Regions from separate parts of the Mus musculus genome. Here region 1 is linked to region 2. A link is a contact called in public HiChIP or PLAC-seq data. All regions are on one chromosome and are shown on one strand. Each heading gives the region's core, a stretch centred on a gene start, on an enhancer-like site or on the middle of the called end of the contact. The rest is flanking DNA. Distances are from core to core; before and after follow the strand shown. Region 1 has its middle 120 kb from the start of Mir7021. Region 2 has its middle 3.4 kb from the start of Gm46875.

Evidence for each region. HiChIP or PLAC-seq counts read pairs in DNA pulled down with a chosen protein or histone mark.
Region 1: a contact with region 2 is called in an H3K27ac HiChIP or PLAC-seq map of VIP interneurons, with 7 times the contacts expected there. The contact joins two enhancer-like sites. A contact is called at or near these places in 2 of 115 datasets of contacts at active chromatin or transcription factors (VIP interneurons and embryonic basal ganglia) and 1 of 9 other capture datasets (embryonic tail).

Annotation. Positions count from the first base shown.
Region 1 is chr4:143,019,547-143,022,246 of GRCm38.p6, forward strand. No RefSeq gene overlaps it. Among named protein-coding and RNA genes, the nearest start is that of Mir7021, 120 kb to the right of the region's middle. Within about 2 kb of position 1,300, at least 12 of the 459 cell types and tissues checked have an H3K27ac peak or open chromatin away from gene starts, as enhancers often do. A contact at or near this core is called in VIP interneurons, where this site is marked.
Region 2 is chr4:142,299,870-142,302,569 of GRCm38.p6, forward strand. No RefSeq gene overlaps it. Among named protein-coding and RNA genes, the nearest start is that of Gm46875, 3.4 kb to the right of the region's middle. Within about 2 kb of position 1,327, at least 10 of the 459 cell types and tissues checked have an H3K27ac peak or open chromatin away from gene starts, as enhancers often do. A contact at or near this core is called in VIP interneurons, where this site is marked.

The sequences.
Region 1 (2,700 bases), core at 50-2,549, 720 kb after region 2:
CAGGATAACCAGGGAGCAAGTAGGTCACAATCCTGCTTCAGTTTTCCAGGTGGGGAGAGGGAGGCTCAGAAGTGAATTGACTGTGACACTGTGATGTTCCAAGGCCCCTTCATTTGCCTTCAGGCCACACAGTCTCCATGGCTACATTGCTTAATGCTTGTGGTTCCCAAGGGTGGTTCCCTTTATTGTCCCAAGACCCCTCTGGGTTGGAGGAGGATCTTCTGAAGCCTGGAAGTTCCTCAGCATAGTCTTTCCAATTCTGAAGGACCTGGTCCTGGAGCACGGCAGGTGCCATCTTTACCAGATCAACTGTGCCCACGTTCAAGAGTCTATCACCATTAGGCTTGTTGGTGAATGGCAGTCCCTCACAAAAGGAGTGGGTGGGGAGAGTCATTGGAAGTGGAGAGGGGTCCTGCTGGAAGGGCTAGGCACAGAGACTAGGAAAAGCTAACAGGAGGGTGCTCCATCTTGCAGTCTTGACAAGGGAGCTCCCATCCACACTAGCCACAAGCCTTCCTCTGAGGCTACTTTATGGTCATTGACCCTCCTGCCTGTAACCAATGCTTTACCAATGACCCTAATAAATTCATTGACTCCCAGGATGCATTTTGGCAAAGCAACAGTTTGGTTCGTTCTTGGGATCTTATGAGACGGGGTAGGCATTGCTTACAACTCCCCAGGAGAAAATTCTAAAAGAGACTCTTCCTTCCCTGCAGGGTGGCAAGAATGGGCACCTGGTCATGTGGCCACAGCAAGACATCTAAATACACACAGTATAGATCAGGGTGGTTTAAAATAAATTTTGAAAGCAAAGCATCATGGTATATGTCAGTCGTCTCAACTTCTCAGGAGACTTAGGCATGAAGATCTCTCTTGAGCCCAGGAGTGTGACACCAGACTGGATAACATATGGAGAACCTGTCTCTTTGCAATTGAAAGGGAAGACGATAAAGAATAAGGTGGTGGGCCATAAATTCCAGACCAGCACTGACCGTTAAAACTACAATGTAAGCTACATCTGGGACTTTATATTTTCTTGTATTTCTTAAAACACGGAAAGGTGCAATTAACTTTAATAGCCATTATTGATGCCATATAACTGAAACTAATCATGTTAGCACATTACTAATATAAAACAACATTAGTGTCATACTTTTATATTTACTTTTTCATTCCAATTCCTTAAAAACCCAGTATGTGGCTCTAACACCCACAGCAAGCACATCAGATGAGCCACGTGCTAAGTGTCAGATGGCCCGCATGTGGAGACAGGCTGCTGTGGGGAACATCTGAGGTTGGCAGTGGCCCATCCTGGCTACAGATTCTGGTTTCATTGCTGGCCTGTGTTGCCATGGCGAGGCCACACCAGCTTGTATACCACCAGTTTCCACCTCAGTGGTCCATACTCTTAGGCCAGGTCAGTGAACTTGGCTTCCCACACGGTCAGTCCTGCAGTACTCCTCCTGCAGAGCAGGTATGGAAAGCCACTGTTGTTGCTGAGAGCATGGAAGGCAGATAGAATCAGGTCAGGGGAAGCCCAGAGAAGGAGCTGTGAGATCCGCCCCGGTCCCTCACATTCCTGTCTCCTGTTTTTCACTCCTGTCACCTTTCCTTCCTGGTCCCCAGGCATCCTTCAAGAGCAACTCAGGTACCATTAGAGAAAGGGAGCAAGGAGAGAGACGGGGGTCCCTGAGGCAGAAAAAGGCGAGAGACAGGAGTGAAGGAAGAGAGGAACCAGAGAGGAAAGGGGCCAGACCAGAGTGGAAAGGGAGGGAAGAGAAGTGGGGTACAGGGAAAGCTGGCACTGCCTCAGAGGGTTAAGCACAGCTGCACCAAAGGACCCCATTGATAGCAGCAAGGGCAGCACAGATGTGGCTGCTCAGCTAACTCGGGGCGTTCTTTCTACTGTCCTCTACCGCCCCCTCCTGGACTCCAAGCTCAATAACCACGTTAATCAGGAAAGACAGAGTGAGGTTGGAAAAGCTCAGGAATGAAGAGTACTGTGCAGTTCCTAAGACCCCAGACAATGCAGAGTGGACACAGCTAATTTAAAAGACACATGGAAAAGCATGTAATTCCAGTCCTAGAGCTCCAGACAATGTGGTGCTGTGCTTGGCCTGCGGGTGGGGTGACAAAGGCCTAGCTCCTGTTCTAGAGGTTACACGGGGTGCGTCCCACATTGCTAGTCCTCCACTATGCCACTGAGCACCAGAATTATGCAGATCATGGTGCCGGGAGGAAGATGCCTTCAGGGAGCATGGCCAGAGCAATGCACAGTTGCATCTTCATGGTGCAAGATAGTGAGGGCCCCACCGATACCCCTGAAGGAGGCTCAGCATGCCAGTCCTTCTGAAGCAGCAACCATTAAGCTGACCATCATAGTGAAAACCACCCACCTCCAGCTGATGAGCACCAAACATGTTGGGAGCACGGAGATTCATACTTCCCTTCTGTCTAGCTTCAGTCAGCCCCAGAAGAGGGTTCATGTCCCACACTGTCCAGGGGTGACTTTGTGACTTCCTGAGGCCAGAACCACTATCTCTTCTTCAAGATCCTCCTACCTGTGGGTCCCTCTGCTCAGCCCCTCACACACACACACACCCCAGTCTACACTGCTTCACTTTCCACAGATGACGGCTCCATAATCCCACTGAGCTGAAATTATTTTAAGTCAAAAAATGTATTGGCTGTCCACCAAAC
Region 2 (2,700 bases), core at 77-2,576:
CCTCCTCCAGCAGCCATTAACTACCAATAGCTACTTAGGTAGAGGCAGGCCCTCGTGTGCCCCTCCACTATTCCTGAAGACCTGGAACTGTATGTGGGTGCTGGGATCCAAGCTTAGGTCCTCATGCTGACACGACAAGCACTGGCTGAGGTGTCTCTCCAGTGGTAGCCTTCATCTCCATCCCAGGACCCTGGGGTCTTGACTGCACAGAAAGGAGACTGAAAGAGTACGGGGTTCATCTCTTTTCTGTTCCCAACTGCAGCTGCAGTGTGATTGGCTGCCTCTCAGCGCTCAGCCACTGTGCCATCCCTGTCCCAAACTGTGAGCCCAAACAAATCGTTCCTGAAGTGCTGTTCACAGAGACTGCATCCCACCCTCGCTCTCCCTCTAAGCCACCATGACACAGGGGCATGCATGCCTCTTGGCCCTGCTTTCCACAGTGAGTCCCAGGGGCAGAATGAGAATAGGAACTTGGGTCTTGTGATGGTCAATACTGATGGTCAGTACCACAGGGTCTGGAATCATCTTGGGAACCAATCTCAGCATCTTTTAAAGATTATCTGGACAAGGGACTGAGGTGCGCATTTTACATAACAAAACAAGCCTGGCCTCCAGGTTCACCCAGCATCTCTCAGTTCCTATCTGGCATAGCCTGCCCCCAACCCTGAACTTTCCAGCCCAAGGGCTGGGCTGTCCTTCCTGCAGAGGTTCTGCCCTACATAATACAGACATTTTGGGCTCTCCCTCTCTTCCTTCTTCTCCTCTTCTCTCTCTGTGCCTGCACTCTTTTTCTCTTTCTCTTCTGCCTTCCCACTCTCCCCATGGTGACTTCCCTGGCCTCTGTCCTTGGGCCCGGTAAACTCACCCTGAGAGTAGCAAACCAATAAACCTGCCTTTAATATATTCTAATCTGGCTTAAATTGGATCATTTCAATGGCGCAGAACCCATAGGTCAACCCATAGGGGAAGACCCATCTTCAGCGTTGTCAGTACCATCCCACGGCTGGGCTCCTACAGTGCATAGAAACAGGAATGTTAGCAGAGCCACCAACAGCCCTCTTTCTCTCTGCTTCCTGACTGTGGCTGCGAACAGCTTCCTCACCTTCCTGTCCCACATCTTCCCAGCCACGATGGAGTATATAACCCAGTCATAGGCTCAAGTAAGTCCCATGCTCTTTTAGATGCTTTAAAGTATTTATAAGACTTAACAGGGTCTGTGTACATGCACGTAAGAGAGTGTGTATTCATGGCATAGTGCATGTGGGGAGCTCAGAGGATAACTTCCCAGTCCGTACCTATATTCACTGAGTCATCTCACAGGCCCCTCTGCAGTAAGACATTTTGTGGCAGGAGAGAGGAGAGCAACGAATGGTTAACATCTCCCGATCTTTCTCCACATACCCATCCTTTTTTAGAAACCACGTTGTCCTCCAACTCTGGCTATTGTTGTCGATACTTAGTTGTTTCCATGGAAACGCACTTATCAGGAAACAGTGGAATTGAATTGGAAACATGCATGTCATGTTTAGAGTGGCACTCACAGGACAGGTGGGAATGGCCCAGATACCCTTTGACGAACAAATGGATAAACATCTCAGGCAACATCTGCACAAAGAGATAGCGCTCCATCCATGGGAAGCGCTGGCGCTTGGCATGGCGTGGTAAGGTGAAGGGAAAGAAGCCAGTGGCCAAACACCATATCCTAGCACTGAGCGTGTAAACAGGAGTCACCACACCAGGCTTTCCTGTGGGTGCTGGGGATCAAACTCAGGCTCAAGAAAAACACCTCGCAGACAGAACCAGCTGGTTTCCTGCTCTGTGTGCAGGATTGTGACTGGTCCATTTCTAGGCTGGCGCTAGGACAGACAACCCGCAGCACGCCATACAGGTCTGAATGCGTTGAGCATGGGCTTCAGAGGGGGATTTGGCTGCGTGTTGGGGGAGGGGTTGCACAGCCACTAAAGCTTCATGCAAGGTGCAAATTATCCAACAACTCTTTCTCCTTGTGTAGGGCTGGGGAAGGCTAATTCCACCCAGGGCAACATGCAATAGATAAAAATAACTCCAGTGTCTCGGGGAGACAGATATTAAAGGAAGGCACTATGGAAAGGACATATTCTATTCTTAAAGTCATAATGAGTGCAGTGGGTTGGAAACAGGCTAACAGTCCTGCTGCATTCTCCAGGGCTGCTATCTAGACTGCTGTGGAAGGGCTCTATTAAAAACAGCAGCCCTGGTCCTGCTGCCTGCTGCCTGCTGCCCCTGGCTCGGTGCTCCAGGTCTGCGCTCTCAGAATAATCTCACCCACGTGTCTCATGGCTCTGCAGCTAAGCTCTGTGCCCAGAGCCACTGTGGAGTTACTATTTCTGCAAAGCTCCTACCTGGGAACGTTGGCTGGATCCTAGGGAGTCCGGAAGTGCTGGGAGCAATGCCTTCTGCCACACTGGCTCCCCAAGCCTCATGCTTTTGAAAGGGACACTTCTTGAGATGTGGTGGGATGTCACAGAGGAAACCCCCCAACCTACAGGGATCTGCTGGGCGACCTGAGACACTCGTCCTGTGGTTGTCAGAGGAGGAGTCCATGGACAGACTCAGTGGAGATGTGTCTGAGTCTCTCTTCTACACAGCTTCAGTTTCTGCATCTATGTGAAAGAAAGCCCACTCTGCAGAGGCCAGATAAGGAATGCGGAAGTGTTTTCT